Regions from separate parts of the Sus scrofa genome. Here region 1 is linked to region 2. A link is a contact called in public promoter capture Hi-C data. All regions are on one chromosome and are shown on one strand. Each heading gives the region's core, a stretch centred on a gene start, on an enhancer-like site or on the middle of the called end of the contact. The rest is flanking DNA. Distances are from core to core; before and after follow the strand shown. Region 1 holds the start of DHRS13 (dehydrogenase/reductase SDR family member 13). Region 2 holds the start of UNC119 (protein unc-119 homolog A).

Region 1 (5,892 bases), core at 2,980-5,479, 320 kb after region 2:
AGGTTATTCATCAGTGAAATGATTCAGATTATAAGACAAAATGCTTACAGTGGCCGCTCAGACCCTAGGTGACCCAGCCCATGTCTATATGTCATGTCTTGCCACTCTCCCCCTCTTACTCTGTTCCAGACACACCAGGCTCCCTGTTCTTTCTCAAACACTTCTGCCTCAGGACCTTTGCACTGGCTTTTCTTTTACTCTTCTCCCCAGAAAGCCTCATGGCTTATTTTCTCATTTCCTTGAGTCTCTTCTCAAATGTCACCTTTTCAGATGTCTTCCTTGACTGCCACAGATAAGATAGCTTCCCCTCTCCTATCATTTCTTATTTCCTTTTTTTTTTCTTCTTTTTACAGCCACACTTATGGTATATGGAAGTTCTCAGGGCTACGGGTCAAATAGAAGCTGTGCTGCCAGCCGACACCACAGCCACAGCCATGCCGGCTATGAGTTGCATCTGCAACCTACACCACAGCTCACAGCAATGCCGGATCCGTAACTGATTGAGTGAGGCCAGGGATGGAACATGCATCCTCACAGACACTATGTTGGCTTCCTAGCCTGCTGAGCCACAACAGGAGCTCCTTATTCCCTCGTTTTATCCTTCCCCATATCACTTTATCACCACCTGTCATTGTGTATATTTATTTATTAGCTGTCTCCTTCTCTAAAGTACAATGTAAGCTCTACAAGGATAAGGTCTTTTTTTTTTTTTTTTTTTTTTTTGGTCTTTTTGCCTTTTCTAGGGCTGCTCCATGGCATATGGAGGTTCCCAGGCTAGGGGTCCAATCGGAGCTGTAGCCACCTGCCTACACCAGAGCCACAGCAATGCAGGATCTGAGCCGAGTCTGCGACTTACACCACAGCTCACGGGGCAACGCCAGATCCTTAACCCAATAAGCAAGGCCAGGGATCAAACCCGCAACCTCATGGTTCCTAGTCGGATTCGTTAGCCACTGTGCCACAACGGGAACTCCAAGGTCTTTGTTTTTTTCTTTCTTTTTTTTTTTTTTTTTTTTTTTTTTTTTTGTCTTTTTGCTATTTCTTTGGGCCGCTCCCACGGCATATGGAGGTTCCCAGGCTAGGGGTCGAATCGGAGCTGTAGCCACCTGCCTACACCAGAGCCACAGCAACGCGGGATCCGAGCCACGTCTGCAACCTACACCATAGCTCACAGCAACGCCAGATCGTTAACCCACTGAGCAAGGGCAGGAACCGAACCCGCAACCTCATGGTTCCTAGTCAGATTCGTTAACCACTGCGCCACCACGGGAACTCCTCTTTGTTTTTTTCATTGCTACATCCCCTGCACTGAGATTAATGCCAGAAACATAGGTCCTCAATAAATGTTTCCTGAATGCATGAACCAACACCATCATTATCATGTTATAGTCCGTTCAGTCATATAGATGGCTCCTGGGGTGAGAACCTGGCCTTATTCATGGCCATACCCTACTCCGTAGTCAGCATCCAAGCCTGTGGTGTGAGAGGAAGAACTCAGCAATGAACAGGTCCCTCCTTGGACCAGGCTTCCTTCCTGCTCTGAGATTCTGTTGCTCAGTGAGAAGCTGGGGGAGTACCGGGTGGGGCAAGGATGAAAGAGGGGGAATCAAAACAAAGCAGAGCAGTTTGAGAGCCAGGTCTCACCTGGGTGGGCTGCATAGCAGGTGACGCCAGTGCCCTCAAGCTGAGTGGCAAGCTCCCTGGTAAACAGTACATTGGCCAGCTTACTATCTGCATATGCCCGCAGCTCCTGCCGCCAGCCTACCACTGGGCGGTCCAGGCGTGTGAAGTCGAGGCGGCCTCGCCGGTGAGCAGCCGAGGACACCACCACCACGCGGCTGGGGGCGCATGTCTTCAGCCGGGGCAGCAGCAGGTGTGTCAGCAGAAAGGGGCCGACGTGGTTCACTCGCAACAGCAGGTTAAAGGGCTCGCGGGTCCGGCCACAGGAACTGATCCCTGGGACAGTGGAACACGGCTAGGTGTGAGTAACTGCTCCAGAGGGACTCCCAGAGGCCTTGGTGTCTCCCATGTGAGATGTCGGTAGGGGGTATCCTTCCCACATGTCCATTGGGCCCGGAAAACCCTGGCTGGAGGGGTCAGCTGCCCCTGGCCACCCACTGCCCCCCTGCACGGCCTGCTGCCCCTCACCGGCATTGTGGATGAGGATGTCCAGCCGTGGCTCAGAGCTCAGGAAGGCAGTGGCAAAGGCCCTCACGGAGGCCAGACTGGCCAAGTCCAAGGCCATGAAGATGACCTCATTGTTCCCACTTTCCTGTGGAGTGGCAAGGGCTGGGCTGTCATATGCATCCCTCTCCCCAAGCGGCAAATTCTGAGAGTCCAACCGCTCCTACAACTAAGATCTGCCCCATGCATTAGAATGTAGTGGATATTGTGCGTGGACACTGGATGCGAATCTTTTTTTTTTACGGCTGCACCTGCAGCATATGGAAGTTCCCAGGCTAGGGGTCAAATTAGAGCTGCAGCTGCCGGCCTATGTTACAGCCACCGCAACATGGGGATCCCAGCCGTGTCTGCAACCTATGCCACAGCTCGCAGCAACGCTGGATCCCTGACCAACTGAGAGAGGCCAGGGATCGAAACTGCGTTTTCATGGATACTAGTCAGATTTGTTTCTGCCATGCCTCAACAGGAACTCCTTTCTTTTTTCTTTTTTTTTAATGGCCGCACTGGTGTCATATGGAAGTTCCCAAGCCAGGGATCGAATCCGAGCTGCAGCTGTTGCAACGCTGGATCTTTAAACCCGCTGCACCTCCCAGGGATCAAACCCACACCTCTGCAGCAACCTGAGCTGTTGCAGTAGGATACATAATCCACTGTGCCATAGCGGGAACTCCTGGATGCAAATCTTGACTTTTCCTTCTACTAGAGTGTGTCCTTGAGCAAGATACTTAATCTTTCTGAGCCTTAGTTTTCTGTAAAATGGAAATAATAATATAGTATTTACAGTTATTGTGAGGATTAAATGAGTTACTGTATTTAAAATCTTTAGAACAGTGCTTGGCACGCAGTCAGCACCGTATAGGCACGTGCTATTATTATTATCATACCCTCTGCCCATTATTGTTTACCCTAAAATCTACAACAGACTCCCTGCTGGCCTCCAGCCCACTCTTGTCTCCTCTAAACCAGGTACCACACAGCCACCAAGGGCTTCATTCCAATAGGCTATTCTGACCGTCCAGACCCCGCTGGGGACCCTCATTGGATCTTCACTGCCCATTCTAAAAAAATACGATTCCAGTAAGGTCTATAAGGGCCCTCAGAACCTGGACCTGGCTTATAGGGTTCAGCCCCTTCATTCTGCCCCTTTTCCTCATATTCTGTGCTCCGGCTTCCCTTTTAATCAGTTGCTTAAATCTGATCAATTACTTGCCTCAGGGCCTTTGCATATGCTGTTCCCTTTCTGACTGTCTTTCATTAATGTAACTCCTACCAATCCTTAAATGTCTTAGAACAGCAATTACAGGTGCCGCTTCGCTGTGTGACCAGAGCACTTCTGCAGCCCCACTTCGGCACTTGGTGGACTGAGCCGCATTCTCTTCTCAGAGGCTGGATTTCCGGGCGCTGCTCTATGCACCCCTGCGTTCTCCGTGTGCCTGTCCTCTCTTCACCGTCCCGCCCAGCGCTAACCTCCCTTACCTGGCGGAGGTCGAAGGCGGCCGCCTCGCCGCGCTCCCGGCTCCGGCAGGCCAGCACCACGCGCGCTCCCCGGCGCGCCAGCTCCAGCGCCGTCATCTTCCCGATGCCGCTATTGGCGCCTGCGGAGGGCGGAGGAGAGCCGAGCTGAGCCCGCGGGCCTCCGCCCGCGCCGTCCCGGCCTCCCCGCTCCCTTTCCCCGCCCGCTGGCGCTCACCCGTGACCACGGCCGTGCGGCCCCGCAGGCTGGCGATGCCGCGGCACGGCGGGGCCTTCACCAGGTTGTAGTAGACAAGCACGTAGGCGCCCAGCAGCAGCCCCACGCCCAGCAGCAGCGCCTCCATGCTGGCCGCGCCTCCGGGTTCCCGGCCAGGCCCGGAGCCGCCCTGGATCGCCGCCCGGGGGATGCCGGTTCGCCCCCCCTCGGGCCTGGAAGGCGCGAGGCACTCCTCCACCTCGCGGAGGCGGAGGCGGGTAGGAGGTAGGGCAGGGGTGTGTGTGCGTGCCCCGGGAGCGCCTCCTTGGCGTGCGTCTGCGTCCTCTTGGTGCGTGCTTGTACGAAAACCTAGGTGCATGCGTGTATTTGGGGCTGGGAGCGCCCTCTAGGTACGTACCTGCATCCCAAGTGAGGGTGTGAATGACTTTTTGGTGTGTAATGTGCCCCTGGGTCCTGGGATCGCCCTTTAAGTTGTGTGTGTGCCTCTCGATCCTCTGTGTGCCCAAGGGAGCACCTTGTAGGTGTGTATAGTTGTGGGTCTTGGGAGTGCCCTCTAGGTGTGTGTCTGTGTGAGCTCCTTTTATGTGACTGTGCCCATGTGAGCCTTGAGCCTCTCCAGGTATGTGCGTGTATAGGTAGTCTGTTGACCGTGTGCTTGAACGAACATCTCTTTCACATGCTGCCGTACTTTGGGTTGGGCTTTGCAGCTGAAGGCTCCTAAGAGGACTAACTGGGTGTGAGAGCCCTCTGGGTGTCAGTATGTAGCAGTAGCCCTTCCCATCTAGAGGGGAGTGGGTACATGAATGCTGTTTCTGAGGCGTCCAGTCCTGGATGCTTTGCCCTCTGTAAAAAGGTCTGTCAATTCCTTATCCTCAAATTCAGCCCTCAGCTTCTAGGATTCCTCTCAGAGACCAGAGAGATGATACAATGTGTTCAGGGTGGCATCACCAATTAAGGGCTGTCAGGATCCACTCATTCATTTGCTGTCTGTCTCCCTGCCTCTGCCCCCACCACCTCCCATTTCTGAAGGGAAGTGGGAAGAGAGTGTTAATAACATCTGTTATCTGACCTTCAGGAGGAAATTTGCCTCCAGAATGCTACTCAGAGGTGGTACAAATAGGTCAAGAAGCTCCATCACTGAATGGAAGAAGTGCATATGATGGCAAGGTGGGCGGGGAGAGCTAGGGAGCCCTGGGTAAGGATATCGCAGGCAAAGTGACTTGCCAGGAGAAAGGAGAAATCCAGTACGACTTAGCACGCGTTGTGTGGCCCATACAGCGTGCCCAGTGGTGCAGTTAGCCTTGGAAATATCAAGCAGATCAATGTGTTTCTGCCCAAAGGGAGTTCATTAGGGCAGGGGGAAGAGTCATGGAGACAAAGCTAGACAGACCTTGGATTCCAGGGGAAGTTTCCTATTTAGCTGCACTGTGGATTCAGGGTTCAAGTGTTGGTGCTGTGGGATGAAGGTAGGGTTGGAGTATTAATGAGGTAAATGGATGGACTGTCCACCCCCCAGGCAAAATCCTAATATACAAACAAGTACCAAGTACTCTTAACAGTGCATACACACTGAGGTGTTCCCTAAGGAGTAGGAGATGGTCCTCAGGAAAAATTTTTTCAGGGAGTTCCAGTGGGTGGCCCAGTGGGTTGAGGATCCAGAGTTGTCATTTCTGTGGTTTGGGTTTGATCTCTCCGGCCTGGGAACTTCTGCATGCTGCAGGCATGGCCAAAAGAAAAAAAAAAAAAAATTAAGGGTATACATCTTCTGATGCGGAACTGCCATTGTAAAGTTGTGATTGCATCACACTACTTATGGCACGGCTGGATCTAGAGACTGAATTTCTTTCTTTTTTTTTGGTTTTTTGGGCCACACTCACAGCATGTTGGAGGTTCCCGGGCTAGGGGTCGAATCAGAGCTACAGCTGCCAGCCTACACCAGAGCCACAGCAACGTCAGATTCGAGCCAAGTCTGCGAGCTATGCCACAGCTCATGGCAACGCCGGATCCTTAACCCACTG
Region 2 (5,399 bases), core at 9-2,508:
TGCCCTGAATGCCCAGTTGTCTGCCTCTCAGCAGCAGCTATGAGCAGTCCTGTGGGGCCCTCAGTACTATTGATAAAAGAGCCCTATTTACAGGGCATGCACAACGCCAGGCACGGTGCAAAATCAGAGGATTTATTTTCACAATAGCTCTGTAAGGTAGGAGTTATTATCCCCATTTTACAGGTGAATATGTGCAGAGAGGTGAAGTTATGAGCCCAAGATCATACAGCCAATTACACGACAAAGCTGGAAGTTCAGCTTAGGCAGGTCGAGCTCAGAAACTCAGCCACAGTGGAGACTTGGCCTCCCAGAAGAGGTCAGGCCCTAGTCCAGGCTGCGTGGGGTGGCGCGGGGGGGGGGGGGGGCATTCATTAACCCACTCCCTTGAGAGAGCCCAGAGCCAACCCACTGAAGTTTCCTCTTCAGGTTCTTTCCGGGGTAGGAGGATGGCTTCAGACTTCCTGGGGTGTCCAGGGTGAGGGCATTAACGATCAGGGAGACAGGAGGGTTTTGATACCACCCAAGTAACTCTGCCTCCACCAAGCCTCCAGGGTGGAGACTGAGGACAGACTGCCCTTAGCCCCCCTCCTCGTTATTGCAGAGAAAATCTTCACAGGGTTCTGAGGACTGTGGGGAAGGGGTCACAGTAGCAGCTGCTGCCCACCTCCACCCTTGGAAAAGGGGGATAGACTCTTCAAAAAGGAAAGAGTCGGGTGGAAAGAAATCTCTACAGAAAGAAGGGGGCACAGAGAGATATCAAAGGAAGGAGGTACATGGAGATCTCAGGCCCAGAGGCAGAAGGATAGGGGACACCGGCCAGGGAGACCCGGGTGGGGGAGGGGAGGCAGGGGAGGGAGGGAAAGGGGGCGGGGGCCCGGGCTCCGCGCGCCTCGAGGGCCCTCTCTAGCTCCCGCCTGCCGGCGGCGTTCCCTCGCTTGGTGCTCACCGCCCGTGATCCGCTGCAGCCCCAGCACGTCCTCCGGCCCGATCGGCTGCTTCCTCTGCAGCGGCCCCGGCCTGGGCCCCGAGCCTGCCTCCGGCTCCGACTCGGACCCGGACCCGGATTCCGCCTGCGGCTCCAGCTTGGGCTCCACGCTTGGGCCCGAGGCCCCTGAAGCGGGCTCCGCCGCCGTCCCGGCCCCGCCGCCGCCCTTCTTCACCTTCATGGCCTCGCGGGGCCGCGGCTCGCCTGCTGCCGCCGCGGCTGCCTGCGCCGGCTGGAGCAAAGGGGGAGCGTCCGCAGCCCCGCCCCCGCCGGGGCCCCAGGTACCGCCCCGCCCCCGGGGTGGGCCCAGAACTGGCCCCGCCCACCGCCCGCCCACCTGAGCTACTCACGCGGGCAGGGTTGAGGCTCGCTCCCAGGTTCTCTCATTTTTGTTCCCACTTTTATCTGTAGGAATTTTAAGGCTACCTTCTCCTTACTCGCTGTACTCCAGCCGCTCCGCCCTTCTCTCCGCCCCTCAAAAGAGTTCCCGCCTCAGGGTCTTTGCCTGGGATGCTCTTCCCCCAGAAGGCCTCCTCTTGTCCTTCTAGTCTCAGCTCAAATACCTCTGCTCAGAGGCCCTCTCAGACTCACAATCTCAAGTACCAATACCAACCCCCAGTCACTATCTGATCAGCCTATTTTTTCTTTCTAAAGCATTATCTGAAATTAGTTTCGTTTGTTCACTCTTTCCCCCTTAAAGACCAATTACTTAAAAGCAGAGGTCCTATCCGTTCTCTAAAATACCACTCAGCACCTTGCATAATGCCCACTGCAGCCTGTGCTCAATACAGCTGGCCCTTGAACGACATGAGTTTGAAGTGTGTAGGGCCACTTATATGTGCACTTTTTTCCAATAAAAAATACTACACAATGGAAGGTTGGGTGAAACTGCAGATGCGAAACTGCTAATACCCAGGGCCAATGATAAATTATACTCTGATTCTGAATGCACCGGAAGGTGGGTGTCCCAACCCCTGCATTCTTAAAGGGTCAATTTTATTTTATTTTTGAATTTATGAATTAGTTAGTATCTGAGGGCTTACACCAGTAAAAGCTATTCTCTCCCAAACCCCCTGCTAGACAAGCCAGGACACACTGAGGGACAATAGCCTACAAGATTCTAGCCACCACAGGGCCCTCCAAGATAGGGAGGCAGGAAGGGCACATAGCCAGTAGAAGCAAAGTGGACCAGTGAGCCCAGGAGGACAGGCATCAGGAAATCATTACTTAAAACACAAATGAATGAAAGTTACACTCATACTTCATATAATTCCAATTCACATTCAACCAACGTTTATTGAGAGCCTAGAATATGCCAGACACTTTCACATGCTCATCCATTTAATACTCACAACCACCTTGTAAGGGAGGTATCAGTGCTATTTTTAAATGAAAAACTGAGGCTCAGGGAGGATTAAGTGGCCTACTCAAAGCTCCCCAGATGATAAGGGCAGAAGCAAGGGTTTGAATTCAGATGTGTTTGATCCCAAGTCCGGAATTTTCCCCACCGCACCATACTGCCTCTAGGTAAAGATAAAGGCAACCTCTGCCACACACAGCAATAGGCTGCACCCAACAGGTGTAGCCAGCCTGGAGCAAGGGGAGTAAGGGAGAAGGCCCCAGAGGTGACAGGAGCCCAGCCCTTTCCATGGGAGCAGTGCTAGGGCTCTCCCTGAGGGCCTGGAGGGCAGAGCCCTAGAATCCAACCCAGGGCTTTCCCCCAGTGCTCCCTCTCAGTGCAAGAGGACTGTGGGGAACAGGGCAGAGGCACAAGCTGCCCCTGCCCAGAGGGAGAGAGAAAAGGGCCCTCAAGTTCAAGACCGGTAAGGAGACACCAATGATGTGTCTTTTGAGGAGGGGGTTGGAGGGCTTGAAGAGTGGGAGAGCCCTGAGCCAGATGAATGGGAGGGAAAGGAGAGATGAAACCCTCTTGGAGTGTTAGACTTCAACCGTTGCAGGGGCGACAGAGCAGGCTGGAGACAAGTCATTCGTGGCAGGCCCCACTTATCTGCCTCTCAGCCTAACAGCTCCCATGCTGGCCAAAAAGGAAGGCTTCCTACTGAGATGCTGCCCTGCTCAGTCTATCTTCTCAGGCTTCTTCCAGGACTTGCGAGTCTCCAGGAAGATCTTGAACAGGGACAAAAGGATGGGCACAGCCATAGGCAGGAAGAGCGGGATGTAGATGGCAAACTTCTGGTCATCAGGGAAATAGAGGAGGTGGAGCAGCGAGGGATCAAAAAAGGCACGCTCTGAGGACGTCACAGCCTCCTGGCTGGCAGCAAAGGCAGAGGCCAGGTGTCCAGAGGCCAACTCCTCCGCTGCCTTCTGGACTGCAGCCACGGCCCTGTACACCTAGGAAGGGAGTAGGGGGTTACCAAAAAGTCCTAGGCAGCAGTTGGTGGGGAGGGCAGGGGAGGGCCTCACTGGGTCTTCCGTCTGCCTAGAGTTTGCCCAGGATATGCAGAGGCCAGTATAAAAAGGGTAAGGTGCGAGTTCCCGTCGCGGATCATCAGAAACAATCTGACTCGCATCCATGAGGATGCCAGTTCGATCCCTGGCCCTGCTCAGTGGGTTAAGGATCCGGCACTGCCGTGAGCTATGGTGCAGGTCACGGACACGGCTCGGATATGATGTTGCTGTGGCTGTGGCATAGGCCGGCAGTTACAGCTGATTCCGCCCCTGGCCTGGGAACTTCCACATGCCGTGGGTGTGGCCCTAAAATTAAAAAAAAAAAAAAGGGCAGGGTGTATTTTCTTACAGCCTGTTTAACTCCTTACACCCCATCTGGATTCCTACCAGGGAGTTGGCACTGCCCTCTAGAGGAAACCCCGGGCACTCAAGGATGGCATGCCCATACACTTCCTGAACCTCGATGGCTCTCTGGTTTCACCACACCCTGGTCCTGGTGGCTACTCGTCCTAGGTCACAGAATCCATCCCCTGCCTGCTTACCTCAGATGCCACATCGTCCTTGATGACAATATTGCTGATCTTGCCTAGAAGCTGGGCCAGAGAAGTCAGAGTGGTGGTGGCTGTGGCCAGGTTCTCCACGGACCGAGCCCAGAGCAGCCGGTCTAGCTCCCAGGTCATTATCCCTTCACTCTTAGGCCCTGAAAACAGGCATTTTGGAGGCACCTGGGGCTGAGCAATCCCAAAGAGCAACCTGTAGGAACAGCGAGCAAAGAAGGTCAAAGGGTCTGAGACTAGAAGGTGGAAAAAGACGGTTAAGATTCTGAGGATAGGAGTTCCCTCTGTGGCCCGTCTAGTGTCCATGAGGATGTGCGTTCAATCCCTGGTCCTGCTCAGTGGGTTAAGGATCCGGCACTGTCATGAGATGTGATGTAGGTTGCAGATGCAGCTGAAATCCTACATTGCTGTGGCTGTGGGTATAGGCTGGCAGCTGCAGCACTGATTCAACCCCTGGGAACTTCCATATGTTCTGGGTGCAGCCCTAAAAAAAAGACACACACAAAAAAAGGTACTAAGAATTTCAGTCTTACCCAGAGCCACAGGACAGGGGTTGCAGCACTGCCTTGGGGTCTTAGGGTCCATGGCTAAAATATTTAATTTCACCCCCTCCCGTCTATCTCTCTTTGGACAAATGAGGCCCCTGCACCTTAGTTAAGGGATGATCCAGGACCACCTGACAAGGCATACGTGCCACGCCTCTCTATTCCTACACCCATGGCAGACATTGCTAATCAATCAGAATCCTCTTTCCTGATGAGCCCAGGCACAGCCTTAGAATCCTCAATGTAGGGTGTCAGGAAACCACTATTAATGATCTGTTAGCCCAAGAATTAACAGCTATTTTTCTTTTCTTTTTTTTTGTTTCTTTTTTTTAGGGCTGCACCTGTAGCATATGGAAGTTCCTGGGCTAGGAGTCCAATCGGGAGCTACAGCTGCCCACCTACATCATAGCCACAGCAACAGAAACACTGGATTCAAGCTGCACCTGTGACCTACACTGCAGCTGGTGGCAATGCTGGATCCTTAACCCACTGAGCAAGGCCAGGGATCAAACCCGCATCCTCATGGACCCTAGTCGAGTTCGTTAACTGCTGAGCCACAACAGGAACTCCTTAGTCAGATTCTTGACCCGCTGAGCCACAACGGAAAATTCAACAGCTGTTTTCTTAAACATCCCTAATCACAGCCCAGGGACAGCTTATGTCGGCAACAAGCCCTTCTTAGGAGAAGGATGAAGCCATCAATCCTTGGAAGCCTTTCTTGGTTTCCTTGGGGCTCTAGGCAGAGTCAAGGTGAAGGTTCGTTCCAGTCAGCCCAGCAGACTGTGATCAGACTCAGGGGCCGCACCCCTAGGTGAACCCCCAGGACCTCACCGCAGCTGAGCCAGGAACACCTCCATCACTCGCACCATGTCCACCTCAACTCTCACCGGCAGCTCCGAGGCA

The links. Promoter capture Hi-C pulls out the DNA fragments that hold promoters and counts their contacts.
Region 1: a promoter capture Hi-C map of fetal liver shows a contact between it and region 2, with 2.8 times the contacts expected there. The contact joins the promoter of DHRS13 here to the promoter of UNC119 in region 2. A contact is called at or near these places in 1 of 5 promoter capture datasets (fetal liver) and 1 of 2 datasets of contacts at active chromatin or transcription factors (alveolar macrophages).

What each region holds. Positions count from the first base shown.
Region 1 is chr12:45,123,255-45,129,146 of Sscrofa11.1, forward strand. DHRS13 (dehydrogenase/reductase SDR family member 13) reads right to left here and starts at 4,230. Exons shown (of 5, transcript XM_021067495.1): 1 at 3,875-4,230; 2 at 3,661-3,779; 3 at 2,149-2,272; 4 at 1,645-1,956. The coding sequence starts at 4,001. It overlaps LOC106507968 (a long non-coding RNA gene), which reads left to right and starts at 4,053. Exons shown (of 2, transcript XR_001304414.2): 1 at 4,053-4,138.
Region 2 is chr12:44,806,076-44,811,474 of Sscrofa11.1, forward strand. It overlaps UNC119 (protein unc-119 homolog A), which reads right to left and starts at 1,259. Exons shown (of 5, transcript XM_003131761.5): 1 at 947-1,259. The coding sequence starts at 1,166. It overlaps PIGS (phosphatidylinositol glycan anchor biosynthesis class S), which reads right to left. Exons shown (of 12, transcript NM_001244339.1): 10 at 5,328-5,399; 11 at 3,937-4,147; 12 at 2,256-3,337. The coding sequence ends at 3,062.